Regions from separate parts of the Danio rerio genome. Here region 2 is linked to region 1. A link is a contact called in public Micro-C data. All regions are on one chromosome and are shown on one strand. Each heading gives the region's core, a stretch centred on a gene start, on an enhancer-like site or on the middle of the called end of the contact. The rest is flanking DNA. Distances are from core to core; before and after follow the strand shown.

Evidence for each region. Hi-C and Micro-C count contacts between places; a contact is called where the count stands out from the background.
Region 2: a Micro-C map of caudal fin shows a contact between it and region 1, with 2.9 times the contacts expected there. The contact joins the promoter of klhl38b here to the promoter of si:ch211-261d7.6 in region 1. A contact is called at or near these places in 2 of 18 Hi-C or Micro-C datasets (caudal fin and an unstated tissue).

The regions. Positions count from the first base shown.
Region 1 is chr16:26,409,062-26,416,992 of GRCz12tu, forward strand. si:ch211-261d7.6 reads left to right here and starts at 2,669. Exons shown (of 3, transcript XR_012391634.1): 1 at 2,669-3,098; 2 at 4,348-7,931. zgc:66448 reads left to right here. Exons shown (of 2, transcript NM_199800.1): 2 at 1-1,208. The coding sequence ends at 1,028.
Region 2 is chr16:26,536,164-26,544,094 of GRCz12tu, forward strand. klhl38b (kelch-like family member 38b) reads left to right here and starts at 4,778. Exons shown (of 4, transcript XM_686705.9): 1 at 4,778-5,551; 2 at 6,603-7,931. The coding sequence starts at 5,526.

The sequences.
Region 1 (7,931 bases), core at 1,419-3,918:
AATCGCAACACCACATGGACAGGCCTTCCACTTTTGGTGTGAAAATACAGTCCCAGCGATCTATTCAGGACCTGCAACCATCGCAGTGGCCAGTTATCTGTGATCCATTGCAAACAGGCAAGCCAGAGCTGTTTAGTAACTCCTCAGATGGTAAAGGAACTGTTGATTTAGAAGCACCAACCATCGCCGACTCTAATAAACTGTCTCATGATTTACAAATGCCTGATTCATCTGGGGTTGCTACATCAGACATGGGTAAAACTAGTGGTATTGTGCTGTCTACTGGTGCTTCCTGCCTACCGAATACTAATCCATGGGGTATGAAAACAACTCTAGAAATGTCTGTACCTGTGAGCTTACAAGAATTACCTGGGGATGCATTAGAGAAGCAGCAAAACAGACTAATACAGCATTTGCCACAGCAAATGCAAATTTCACAGCAGCTACAACAGCAGATTCATGTGCAACAAGCTCAGATACCTCCTACTTGGGTTAGTACAGGTCCTCCAACCCAGATAGGACCAGTGAACATGCCTTTTTCGCCACCTCGTTTTCCTCTTGGGGACAGACCTCCATTGTGGGGATTTCAAGCTGCTCCAGTTGTTTCTCAAACCCTTGTAAACGGGCCAGTTCCACAAGGCCACATCCAGGCACAACAACACGTAGCACTAATTTCTGGTCCACGTATTCCACTTAATCAGCCTCCAACTTATATCTCGCCCCCTTTTCCTCCACCAGGTCTAAATTTATCTGCTCCACATCCAATGCATTCTGTTGGAAGGCCTCTTCAAGGTGCATTGCCTCAAGGCATCTTCTTCACTTCACAGGGTACCATAAATGAGATGGCACTTCTGCCACAAGTAACAAACTTACCTCAGTTAGCGCAACAAACTGAGCCTCACAAAATGGGCAATAAATTACCTTTCGCCCCAGATCACCTGTTCCAGTGCATGATTTGTGGTTGTTCTTTGCCTGGAGAACTAGAATTACAGATGCATTATATGCAACACGCACAGCGAGACGTCTGAGTTTGATTTTTAGAAATGATATACACACAAAATAAAAAATTAGGTGGTTTAGATTGTCTATCCATTGATTTACTGTACATTGCTGTTGTACATTGCTGTTAAGCTGCTGGAGTGTTTGTTTAAGACTTAAGATGTATTCATGTTTTTATTCAGTTATTAAATTTTCCAGCGGAACACCTATTCAAGTTTCCTGTGCTTTGTTACACTTAATAAACCATGAACCAAAAAAAAATTCATGAATTAAATTAATAAAATAAAGTAACTAGAGTGTTAGTTTAAAGCAGGTGTGTCCAAACTCAGTCCTGGAGGGCTGGTGTCCTGCATATTTTGGTTTCAATTCCAATTAAATTGTTGAAGGACATTGGAGCTAAACTATGCAGGATATCGGCCCTTTAGAACCGAGTTTGAACACCCCTGGTTTAAGGTAAACATAATAAATTAAGATTGATCATTTTATTTTATTTAATACAGAATTTTGTCCTATTGTTATTTACAAGCAATATGATGATGGTCAGTTTGCAGGTTCATAATGACTGTGGAGTGTTTTAAAAGTAAAACATGTTAAAATGTATGTGTCCTTGAAAATAAAATATAACAAATTCTAAAACCATTTTAAATAATAATTAAGTATTTCAAATAGTAAAACAAAAATGTTAATCATGTGTATTAAAATATTTACATTTGTTTATTTTTTTTTTACTGTTGATAGTAATAATAAGTGAATGCAAGCATTTAACAAAATGCACACATTTGATCACTTTACCCCTGTAATACAACACAGTACCAGAAGAATATGCTGTTAAAACTATGTGTATTAAAACTGCAAGTCAGCAAAATGCCAGGATTTTACTACCAAGTATGTCTCTGGGCGGAATTGTGTATGCTCAAACTAGTTCATGGCTAGAGTTATTAGTGTTATCTAAAAAGTGTTTTGTTATTACTGTACGATCACACAGGCACACACATATATTTGGTGCAGCTGTAAAGACTTCTCAAAGGTTTTATTTGACTTAATGATTTTTATGTCCCTTAAAGCCAACTTTAAACATTCCTTCAGAAAATCCTCTGCTGTTCTTACATCTTTAGCCTAAATGTTAGCCATTTGAATTAGGTAGAAAGCATTAGGCTACTCTTCAAGTAGGGTAGTGAGCTGAAATCTGATCTTATATTTTTTTTATGATTCCTCATAATCTCATGATTCGTTGCGTTATCTTATATTTAAACACTGAACAGGAAAATAGTAAACGATTTGTATGTTATCATACTACCATTGCAATATCTTTACAAGTAACGCTAAATAAATCAAATGGACAGCATGTTCAAAAATCGCACAGTAAAAATAAAAAATAATAAAAAAATAAATAATCTTGTCTAAATGACCCGACAAATTATAAACAACGTCCGGGCCGCTAAGCCACGCCCATTTTTACATGTAGCTTTATTATTACGAAACACTTCATAAACGTTACATGTTGAAATAAATGTAACGTTACATAGTATAATAATCACCTGGTTTTCATACATAGCTTATATGTGATGTTCATGCCACAGCTTAGTGGTTCAGGCAGACTTTGCTTGCTAACCCCCCTGGAGCCAGAGGGAACGTAGCCTAATTAATATTCATGAGATAAGCTTTCGCCATAGTAGGATTCGAGGGTTTGCCTCCCCCCAACATCAACTCTCCCCTTTACCGCGAAAAGTGCGCTGCCTTCCACATTATGGCTGCGGTTAATTCTGCAGAGGAGTGCAATTTGCAGTCAAATAAAGACAGTTTGTCCCCTGAATATAAGAATGTCGCGGCCCAGAAGATGAATATCGATCCAGTGAGCAATAGCAAAGACAGCAATGCTAAAAACACAAACGGAGAAATGGCATATAGTCCCGCTGGCCTTGCGTTCAAAGCCCAGGACCACGCCGACGCTGCTGCAGTTTCAGCCGTGAAGATTAAAGTAGAGCAGGCGGAGGAAGACGAGTGTGTAATTGTACATGTGGACGAGGCTGAGGACGCAGATGTGGCTGTTATGTCTACCAGTAAACGAGACTCGTCTGCGAGAGGTGAAAGTGTCGAGGGTAAGCAACTTTGTGTTGTTGTTGTTGTTGTTGACAGCGTCTCTGACTGTAACCTCGGTCAGTTATGTTTTACCTTAAAATCATGTCAAGCTGGAAAATAATATCAGCCCCAAAATAATTTCACCTCACAATTTAAACATCTGAATATCCACAACCCACAATATGTTTTGTCATCATGTAGTATTGCATAATAAAGTCTTGCATCTAACTATTTATCTAAAACAGCTGGAATCGTTTTGAACGTTAGTATCACGAGTCATCACGGGAAAGGCAAAACAGCAGCAACTGTACAATATGACCACGAGGAATTTCTGTTTCAGACATGTCCTGCTTGCTGGCTGTCATGATTCCTTAGAATAGGGTTGGCTAATTTTGGCTGACACAAAGGCGAGGGTTTAATTTAAGACCAAAAGACTTTTTGAAAACCAATTGTGCAGTCATTGTATTTGGCTGCTCGTTCATAAAATCTGCTCCATCTTAAATTAGATAGAAATAACACTGACTTGTCAGTAGATGGCAGGCTTTACTTGCACATTGCATGTGTGAAATAACATAAATAAATAATATGAAATATTGTTTTAAATCACAGTGTTTGCACGTCTCAAAGTATCTTTGCAATATATTTGGGATTTTTAACATTTTACAAATGTATTAATAAAGCTTGTTGAACTAGGCTTTTGACACAATTTAATGTGGAACTAGTAAATGGAGTAAGACTGAATTGTTCTGCCGTTGCCTGGCAACAGATCATTTAATCAAAGCTTATGTTGATGAACTATATTTACAGTTCTGCAAAAACATTCAGATCATTGTACTGTAGATTTTTAATATTTTAGTATTTTATGCTGTTCTCATAAAAACCTTTAGTTGCGTTTTTCCACTTTAAGTTTATTATAGGTTTTCTCCCATATAAATTGTTCAAACATAAAGATTTTTTGCAGTCGGTTTTATTTACAATTAGGTGTGGGCTGGTATAAGATTCTGACAGCATGAGATAACTTTGGATAAAAAATATTGTAGTATTATGATTATTGGTCTAAAATAAGTTCTTTTTAAATGTCTGGGTAAAAAGAAACAACTTATTTCTCCATTGAATGTACATACTGTTGCCCTAAAAAACTAAAAACAATAGTTGTGAAAAACATGTAATAATCTTACACATACCTTAAGCCCTGCTCACACTGTGAGATTTCTATCCTGTAGCAACAGGAGTCACCCTGACCTCTCTTTTTTTCTCTTTCTATATTAGGAGATTGGCCATTTCGCTGTGAGGATTGTAGTGAGGCCTTTGGGAATGAGGAGGATTACCTAGAGCATCGCAGTGAGCATATCCACGATGGCCCAATAGTCTGCCTGGACACTGATTCGCAATGGGATCACCTGCTCATCTCGACAGATGGAGGTCGGAGAACATTATTCTGTGGTCTGTGCGGACAGAAGTTTTCAAGCTCAAAAGGTTTTTTCAACCATCAAATGAAACACCGTAATCAAGCCATTAAACGCGAAACGGGTAACAGCTTTAGTGCAGCGCGGCAGAAGATTTTTGAATGCAAAGTTTGTGGCAAAACTTATTCCACTATTGGTCAGTGTCTCAACCACGAGCGCTCACATAAACAGGCTTCAAAGTCTGTTTTTCATCAGATTGCTCACTTAAAGAAAAAGTCATTTCAATGCCCGACCTGTGGACGCTGTTACTCTCGGGCTTCGGCTCTTGACGCACATCGCCGTTGTCATGAGGTAAAGCTGGTAAAATCAAAAACCTTCGAAACTGAGAAAACTATGTCGCTTAATGAAGCTTCGGCTCAAGATCAGAACAATGGTACCAGCTCTGAACAGACAGAGGAGCAAGAGCAAAAGGTTTTTCAGTGCTTTTGTGGCAGATCTTTCCGTACTATGTGTGGCCTCGGGACGCACCAGAGGTTCTCAACCAGCTGTTCAGATGGAAAGGTGAAGGAGGAAATTAAGCATCCGTTTGTCTGCTCTGAATGTGGTAAGACCTTCATTAGTTCTGTGGCTCTGCTGTGCCACCAGCGTTGGCATAAAAGACGGGAGCAACTTGTCTGCAATAACCAGTCATATAAATGCTCAGAGTGCGGCAGGGTCTTCACCTCGCTCACATTCTACAATAAGCATCAGCGTCTGGCACACAGTGAAGAGCAGGCAGCAAAATCTTTCCTTCATCAAGTTATTCAGCTCAAGAAGAAAGCTTTTGAGTGTCAGCAGTGTGGTCGCCGGTTCTCGCGAGCATCAGCACTGCAGTCACATCAGCTCTGTCATACTGACGCCTTCTTTGACATCATGGAGAAGAAGCCTGAGATGAGCACCGCCATTCACACTGTGAAAATCCAGGAGGACCATGTTGACAGTGTTGTTTTTCAGGCTCAGGACATCTCGGACGTTCAAGTTCAAGAGAAAGATATTAACTGTAACAACACAGTAGAGGAGCATAACGCTGTAGATGCTGATTATGAAGTTGTCCATATCACATCTTCAGATGATTCTGAGAGCACACAGGATCCAAATCCTGATCTTGAGTTAGTTTGCGAATCAGACCAAGAGGAGAAAGATGACTTGAGTTTGACAGCTGAATCCACATCGTCCTTGCCATTAAATCCAGCGATTGATGTTAAAATTGTGCAGATTGATTATGAGCATTTAAATGAGGAACCATTTATGAATGCAGAACTGATGAGCAAAAGCCATCCTCGAGTGGCAAAGTATAATTGTCCACACTGTGACAGAAAGTTTTTCAAGGCTTCGTCCTTGCGCTGTCACGTACTTTGGCACAAAAGGTCCATGAGAAAAAAAGCAGAGTGGCAGAAATTTGACATTTTGTCACCAACTAAGAAGGTACTTTTAACATGTGAGGTTTGTGGCCATGAAAGTCCTTCCAAGAGTGCTCATTACTTTCACATGGGAAAGCATGACGATAAAGTAGCATGCAAGTCTATTTCCTACCAACTGGAAAATCTGCAGAAGAATAATATAAAATGTGAAGAGTGCGGCATGTGTTTTTCCAGACTGTCTGCTTTGCATTCTCACCAACAGCTTCACAGTGGCAAAAAGAAGCCCTTTGCTTGCTTGCAATGTGAAAGGAGCTATGCAACTGCAAGCGGTCTGTACAACCATCAGAAAGTTTGCTGTGGTGGCGCCAAAGATGAAATGACAAAACATTTCAACCCGACCAAAACACTTTTGGGCCCAAAGGTTCATCACTGTAAAAAGTGTGGTAAAGGTTTTTGGTCTATGGGAGCCTTCTGTCATCACAAACAAAACAACTCAGAGTGTGCAGATGTTGAGACGAGGCCCGCCAGTGCGGGCGCCACTGAGAATGGCCACATACGACGCAAAAAACGGGGTCGTAGGGGTGGTTATAAAAAAGTGCACCCAATGAATTCAAAAGTAGAACATAAATGTGAGGTGTGTGGAAAATCATACCACATGCTGGCTTGTTTTCTTAAACACAAGCTTGTCCATGATGCTCAAGGTCTTCGACCTGCAGTCAAATCATTTGACTATCAAGTTCAACAGCTGAAAAAGAACTCCTACCAATGTCCCGACTGTGGAAAAGTTTTCTCCCGTGCAATGGCCCTCCAGTTTCATATGAAAAGTCATGGCTTTGAGACTGGCCTTCCTGTGACTGACCCTGGTTCATCTGAGCGACCCCAATGTCTAACATGCTATTCTTTTTTTGCGTCTGAGTCGCTACTGCAGGATCATCAGAAACACTGTTTAAAACCAGAGGACAATGTGGAATCTTCACAGGAACATGAGAAAGTGGGAACAGAAATACAAGATGCATCTTCGCAGAAATCTGAAGATGTTAGTGAAATGTCTCCTTCAGCCGTTTCTGATAAAGAACAGAAAGCACCTTCAGCTTCAAATATGAAATACAAATGTAAGGACTGTAGTAGGAGCTTCTCTGTAATTGGTGCTCTGAACTTTCACAAGCGAATTCATCGCAAAGGTCACCAGTCTAAAAAGATGAAATCTTATCCGGTAAAGCCGTTGAAGCTTAGCAAAGTAAAAGCAGAGAAGTGTTCAGCAAAATCACCTTTTGTTTGTGCTGAATGTGGAAGACATTTTAGGACCAATTCCGCTCTTGGCACACATAAGCGATGGCACAAAGACAAAAAATTTGCCAAATATCTCTCAAAGACCAATACGGTGCGCTCAAGGAAAAGTATGGACGGTGGACCTTATTTATGCAATTTGTGCGGGAAAGGATTCTTCTACCTTTGTGTTCTTCGTCGACATCAATTGCATCATCCTCCCATGGAGGCTCAACCCCAAAAAGACAATGAAGTTGCTGAATCAAAAGATCTTTATACTTGTCCAGATTGTCAGATGTCTTTCTCAACTGGGTCTCTGCTAACAACTCACTTTGCAGATCATCACAGCAAGAACACTGAGACTGAGAAACAGTCAGAAAATGTCCCTACAGAAGAGTTGGGTTCCCCCATCAAACAATCATACGCATACAAAGCAGATATTACCAAAACAGAGAAGACTAAGGTGCAGCACTATCAATGCCCCCACTGTCCTAAGAGCTTCTTGAACATACGCGGCCTCCGTGCGCACAAGTGGCAGAAACACGACAAGGTTAGCGAACAAGCCACAGTGTCTCAAGAAGAACCCTTGGCATATGCAAAGCCCATTGCTTCTTGTGAAGTGCCAAAGAAGAAAGAGCTGAAACCATATACTGAAGAGGAATCTGTACAGAGCAGTCGAAACGTGGAGCTCACTAAATGTTTGTTCAGGTGCAATAAATGTGCAAAATCTTTTCCCAGTGAGGATCAGTTAAACGCTCATAAGGAGGTGGCAAAGACTCGT
Region 2 (7,931 bases), core at 3,528-6,027, 130 kb after region 1:
GAATATCAAACTCTGTTCTAATTTGTTCAAATGATTTCACAATTTCAGAGGTAAGCATTCCTGAAAAGTCCAACAAACCTTTAAAACTCCACTCCTGCAATCCAATTCTCCTAATTTAAGTGGGGAAATCTGGGTACAAAGCCAAATGGGGAATATATGGATATAATATGAGGGATATTCAAATGTTTTTCCCATCATTCCAAAACAGAGATATTTTTAAATTACAATGTAAAATTCAATTCATTCATTTTAGCAACATCTGTTTAAATTATTTTTCAACACAAAAAATATACCACTGATAACACTTATATTTAGGAGATATTTGCTTATTATAAAGACACTTTTGTGTGGACAATTTAATGGAGAACGTTCCAGTTGTTTTTGTGTGATTTCACCAGGGTTTCCTTAAACATTCTCTTTCTCTTCTGTCTAGACACTTTAAACTGTATGCGTATTGTGTGGTGATGGTGACCAAAACTTTTGCCACCACTTTTTAAAAGTAGCACATTCTCTTCAGGGCATATATAAAAAATAAATTTAAAAAGCCCCGGAAGAAGTAGGTCATTCAGATCTGACACACCATGACCCAATTTGCTATCTCACTATTTGCTATGTTCCCTTAAATTTGTGCATGAGTGAAGCAAACTGCGTAATATATCAATGTCAAACTGATCTTTTACAGGTCAGCTTGTAAGTCCTAATAGGTAAATTGTATTTTGTACTATTCTATCTTATATGACGATATTGTAAACACGCACATGAATGTTGAATGCTCCATACCACAGCAACATGCAAATATAATCCTCAATTGTCTTTGCTATAGAGAGAGCCTCTTGTACTACGATGGTTTGTTGTCCAAATGATCACAAAGGAGTCCATTATAGGAAACACAAGATGAAAGTGCTCTTCAGAAAGCATCAGGCATTGTGGCATAATATATTTCAAATCTGGCCTTCATTCTAGTACACGTACATTTTGCTTTTCTCGTGATTGATGGCTAGTGCCAATTACTGTAATGTACAAAGGCTTGTCTTTATAAATCATGCAGAAACAACATGTATACAAGCACAATGCAGGCTTTTACATGCAAGACAAGTTTAATAAACATATACATTAGGCCTATGCATTTAACATCTATCTAATATCTATATCTGTTTTTTAATATATACAGATGTTGTGTGTGCATGTGTGTGTAAAATACACTGTAAAAAATCCTGGTTGCTTAAACATTTTAAGCTGAATAAAATTAACCTTATGAGTCCATTGAACATTGATTATTGACTTAAACATTGAACTGACTTAAATCAGCTTGCATAACTTATAAACTTAAGTTAGAGCATGATTAACTTGGTTTAATAGGTTATAATGACCTAAAACATATGCTGTCAGGACTATTTGGTCATATTTTTTACAGTGTAGATATTTGACATGATTTTACATTCATTTTGTTTTCTTGGCATGTTCAAATAAGTGTTACCTGTGAACTAAACCTAATTGCTTGTAGGTATTTGCATGCCAGGAGACACCTTATTGTCCAAAATAAGAATCGGAGGTCATTCTGTGACCTGAATCAAGAATCCATTCTAGATTCCAAAATACATAAGACAACATGATGGTAAAGAGTGTTTTAAAACCAATGACATGCCAGAATTTGTTAATTTTGTATAACTAAATATAACTTCCTTTGTCGAGCTTAGATTTTTTGATGCAGATTGTTGTTTCATTATTAAGGTTTTTTTTTTCTATCACACCACAGAGCCTTACAAAATAAATTTGAATAAATAATCAATTCTCAGCACTAACAGATGTTAAACAGTATTTTAGATTTTATTCATTATATTCATTTTAATATAATTAATAAAATATTTATATGCATTTATATAGGTGGGTTTCTGCATAAAGTATTAATAAAAAAATTATTGTGAATATTTTAAATCACTCTTTACAACCTTTTCAGATGTGCATATACACAGGGAGTTGCTAGGGGGTGCCAAAGAGTGAATGTTGACCAGATGTAGACCCAGCTAGAGCAACACTCTTAGCAAGACAAGAAAGGTTTTGAGGATTGCTGTTGCCAGACTATCAGCTGGCTCCCACTGTTTCTAGACAGTTATTTTAGTCCCAAATAGCCTAAATCAGAAACAAAGTGACAAGCGGAGCAATCTTGGCAGGAGCATCAGAACAGAAGAATGAACTGCTTATTTTTCAACATCTGCCTCTGCAGTCATTTACTCTTAAACTATAGTTTAAGGGTATAGTCTTACTTAAAAAAACAACAACAATGACAACATGTATTTCAGCATTCAATATTCCAATAATTTTGTAACAAACAACCATTTCAGGGTTACATTTATGCAAAAACATACATACTCACTAAAATATGTAAAAGAATAAGTGATCTTGCTAAATTTCGTTGTATTTTGCTGTTAAACACCTATTGATTTGAATATAATGGCAAAGTATATAGATTTAAAGTTATATTTTGTGTTTTGGGTCTGCTTTGTTGGAAACTTATCTTTTTAGTAAGTTTAATCAATTGTAAAAAATTAATAAAAAATGAAAATTGAATTAATTAAAAATTATATAATTTAATTAATTTATTAAAAAAAAATAATTTAAAAAAATTATAAGTAATTATTTTATAGTAATAAAGTAGATATATTAATATGTGGAAACATTTTTACTTTATTAAATTGTCATTCTTTTTTTCATCTGCAATTTACATTGATCACCATAATCATGATATAATGATAAATAAATAAATAAATAAATAAATAAATAAATAAATAAATAAATAAATAAATAAATAAATGCATTTATATAATTATTATATTGGGTCATGACAGTCTGTTGTTTGACTGTTATTTACCCTTCATTTAATCCTGCTATGATGAGCAGTGTAGATCAGTGTTGATGCTCTCCCTGAGGCTTAGAGTGCTTAGCATGAGATAATTAACAAATATACACAGCGGATTTACAGTAAAACGAGGATACTGCTGAAAAGAGTCAGCACTGCTGTGTACCTCGCAGGAAATGAGAAGTATCTGCAGGCTTTAGTTTTAGAGCACTAGTAGCTCTCCTGACACTTTACACTTCAGGATACATGCCAAGAGACAAGGGATTACTTATTTTCATAAAAGACAGCTGTAAAGAATTTAAGATCCAACATGCGAGAATGCCATTGCCATTATTCTTTAATGAAAACTGTGCAGATGGATGGATGGATGGATGGATGGATGGATGGATGGATGGATGGATGGATGATAGATAGATAGATAGATAGATAGATAGATAGATAGATAGATAGATAGATAGATAGATAGATAGATAGATAGATAGATAGATAGATAGATAGATAGATAGATAGATAGATAGATAGATAGATAGATAGATAGATAGATTGATTGATGGATAGACAGATGGACGGACAGATGGACGGACAGATGGATGGATGGATGGATGGATGGATGGATGGATGGATGAATGGATGGATGGAGAGATGGATATACAAATGTATAGATAGATAGATGTCTGCTATAGAACATCAAAGGCATTGTCATTACTTTAATGTTAATATACTGCACTGCCTGCCAACCACAAAGGGTGTTGCAGGACAAGTTCAAAGGAATTACTCAAGTCATTCGTTTTAAGTCCTACAATGGGTAGGGAGGAGCAGAAATTTGTTTACCATGAATTTCTTAACCTGACAATCTAGTTTTCAGTCACTGTGTTTCAGGAGTTTAAGAGTTTTGTAGATAGCAATGCTAGTCTCATTTCAACTAATTTGTGTCACATTCTTGCATTTGGCAATTGACATGCAACTTGAAAAGCAACAAATAAAACACATGACCTTGTTGTTAGCACATTATATCAACAATAAATGTGGGATTCTAGAAAGAAAGAGGTCCAGTTTAAGGGGTTAAATGTTGAAAAATATTTGTAGAAAAAAACTGTTTACTTTTTTGAGCACTTTCCAACAGGTTAAACTATAAAGAAAAGACAATCCCAACATCCATGTTTCACTCAAGCACAAAAAATGTTGTTTTGTGTTTTACTTAAATCAGTGCAAAATTAATTGAAAATATGGTTCTTTTAAAAGAAATGTAAACTTCAATGCTGTGCGATGACTACATCATATGAACAGCTGTTAATTTTGCACTCCATGAATTACTGTCTTTGACTAGTGTTATCATAAAGTAATCAGATTGTGCAATTGTAAATAATTGCTCTATAAAATTTTTTTTCTTTTTATTTTTAGACTCTTGTAGCTGGGTTTTATCATAAATTGATATATCAAATACCAAAGCCCTATGGCAAGCCGTTTTTACTTTTATTCCCTTCCAGGATATGTATTCTTCATATCAACAATTCAATTTTTGATATCAACAATTAACATTCTTGATATCAACAATTTAGTTCTTGATATCAAAAAGTTAATTGTTGATATCAAAAATTCAATTGTTGATATCAACAATTACATTTTTGATATCAACAATTGAATTTTTACTAGTAATAATTGTTATTTCAGATCTCACAAATAACAAAGCCCATTCTGGAAAATTAATATTATGCAGTCCTACATTTTTTGCTTGATTTGACCTTAAAGTAAAGTCTCTCCTACTCTTCTAATATTATCGTAAGGAAACATGAAAACGTATTCATTTGAAGTTGTTAAACCTTTCAGTTTACAGCATGTGAAAAAGATGACAGCACACGTGCAAGTATTGCGTAATGCACCTCAGTGCAGTGAAATAACACAAGATGGCGCTGTCGATCTAACGCCATTTTCTTGAAGGGCCTCAGACGTTCACTTGCAAAGAACCACATCTTTAAAAATCGTTAAAAAAATGAAAACTACGACTTTAATTAACATTCATTTGTTAAGTTTTGTACTTTTAAACTGTTGTACTTGTTTATAGATTCTTATGCAACTTTGTATCCTACAACTAGCAATTCTGTGTCCGAACAAATGCCTGTCAATTTATAGACTACCTGCTGATGTTTGGCTTAAAAGCTTTCAGCTGTTGTGTCTCCTCATCCTAAAGCCTTCATCATCCCGGTGTTTAGCAACGGCTGCAGTAGTAACACAGCATGGGCTTATCTTAGAAATGGGGGTCTTTCCAAGTATCCAGCAACCTCTCAGAATAGCTTTCGGGCAGCAGTGGGGTTGTTTACAGCTTTGGTAAACAAACACACGTGGTGGTGGAGCAATGCAGACATGCTATGCAGACAGTGAAGAAACTTGTGTTATGGAAAAACAGAAGGGGTGAGGAGGTGTTAGCGGGACCAGCAGTTCTGACAGAGAGGAGAGGTTTCTATTTTTAGGGAGACTGGAATGTACATTGAGGCCTCTCGAAGGATTTCTCAACAACAAATAACATACCCGTGCTCGCCTCGGTCTCTATAAACATCCACCTGCCAAACTGAGAAAGTGAAGAACTTTCAGAAGTTTCGGAAAACAGAAGGACGAGTTTGAACTTTGCTTGAGGTTTGACGGTCGATTAATATTTAGAGGACTATCTAAAATGTGCTTCAAATCAGCTGAGACAAGGTAAGGGAAGATATGGCTGACACATCAGTGCACCATGCAGAAACTTTGCCTGCAAAGCAGCACCTGTAGATTGTGGAGAGATGCATGAGTTTTCTGTTTGCTTGTCATTATATGTCAGTCTTCAAGAAATTGGAAAAAATCTGAGATAAATGTGATTGTGGTGAACTTGCAGAATTGTTAAATAAGTGTTTTGCAACAAAAGTTTATGTATTAAATAAAGTGAAGAGGGATAGTTTTCTTTATCCCTTCATTCACATGCAGATGAATAAAAATATGCTCTTTTTGAATTTTGTGGTGCACAAACAATAGCAGAGCTGCTTCATTTCACAACTAATTAAAGTATAAAACTAATTTACACTTATGCTCAAGTGTACCATAATCATTTAAAAGGATACGTATATTTATTGGTTTGTTTTAACATTTAAATAAATACATAATTAAAGTTTTGAGATGTAATATTGGATTTTGGCTGCACGTTGGAGCAGTGGGTAGCATGATCGCCTCACAGCAAAAAGGTCGCTGGTTTGAGCCTCGGCTTGGTCAGTTTGCATTTCTGTGTGGAGTTTGCATGTTCTCCCTGTGTTTGCATGGGTTTCCTCCGGGTGCTCTGGTTTCCCCCACAAGTCCAAAGACTGGTATAGGTGAATTAGGTAAGATAAAAAATTTGTCTGTGTATGTTGTGTATGGTTCTTATCCAGTGATGGGTTGCAGCTGGAAGGACATCCACTGCTTAAAGCATTTGCTGGAAAAGTTGGTGGTTCATTCTGCTGTGGCGACCCAAGATTAATAAAGGGACTAATATTGGTTTCTTAAATCGCTGGTATTGAGTTGTCTAAACTTAAATATAAATGTCTAAAAACATGGGGACGAAAAAGTTTTGTTATTTGATGAAAAATGAAGGTCTAAATGGCATAAATATGGAAGAAATCAGTAGTTTTACAGAAAAAAAATCTTTTTGTACATACATTTTAATCTATACTAGTAACACTGCTTGTGATTAAGGTGACAAATGTCATACCTACAGATGTTTTGATTGTTTTTTTCCCCACAGCTTAGATGGTCCAGTATCAGAAATTCTGCATTTTAAAGACAAAGACCTGATCTCCAACCTTTTACTGGAGCTGAACACCTTGAGAAAGGACAGAATTCTCACTGATGTTGTTCTGTGCTCTGAGAACAAGGAGATCCCATGTCATCGCAATGTCCTGGTGTCCAGCAGCCCCTACTTCCATGCCATGTTCTGCAGCAACTTCCTAGAGACCCAGAAGTCCAGGATAAACCTTGAAGGAGTTCCTCATGAAATCCTCGCAATGATCGTGGAGTATGTCTACACAGGGTCCATCAGCATCAGCATGGAGCTGGTTCTCCCCCTGATTCAGACCGCCTCGATGCTTCAGTACGGAAGGCTTTTTGAGGCCTGTTCGACCTTCCTGCAGGCCCAACTCAGTGCAGACAACTGCTTGAGCATGATCCGCCTCTCCGAAATCCTGCATTGCTCCAGCTTGCATGAAAAAGCGAGAGAGCTGGCCATTAAGAGCTTCTCAGATGTGGTGGTCTCTGAGGACTTCTGCGAACTCTCACTGCCAGAACTGGTGAGTTACTTGGAGGACGATAAGCTGTGCGTTGAGGAGGAGCAAGTTTTTGAGACTCTTCTTGCTTGGATCCACCATGATCCGTTCTCCAGACATGGCACCATACACGATTTGTTCCGTCGCGTGAGACTGAGACACGTCCACCCTTATTATCTTTTCCAGTTCATTGCCAATGACCCTCTAGTTCAGTCATCATCTTTATGCACAGATATTATCGAATCCGTTCGTCGCCTTTTGTTTTCTGTCGGCACTCATTGTCCTGGTGATCTTGAGCCTCTGTGGAGGACGCCACGACGTCAGAACTGTAAAGAGGGGCTTGTAGTAGTTGGAGGTCGTAAGAATGGTGAACAGACATCCCGTGAGGCGCTACTCTATGATGAACAATCTCACTGTTGGAAATGGCTTGCAAAGATTCCTCTTCGGCTCTACAGGCCTGCTTATGTCTGCATGCACAGCATCCTTTACGTACTAGGAGGCTTAACAATGAAATCAGGAAGCCAATGCACACCCAGCAACACAGTCTACACGCTTTCTCTAAAAACAAATCAGTGGCGAATGGGAGAATCCATGCTGACGTCCCGATACGGCCATCAGAGCGCCACCTACCTGCATTTTATTTTTGTTCTGGGTGGATTGGGGGCTGATGGACAGCTGTCTAATGAGGTAGAGCGATACGACACTATGTTCAACCAATGGGAGGCCATGGCACCAATGCCCACTGCAGTTCTGCATCCTGCTGTAGCCGCACACAACCAGAGAATCTACGTGTTTGGTGGGGAAGACGCTAT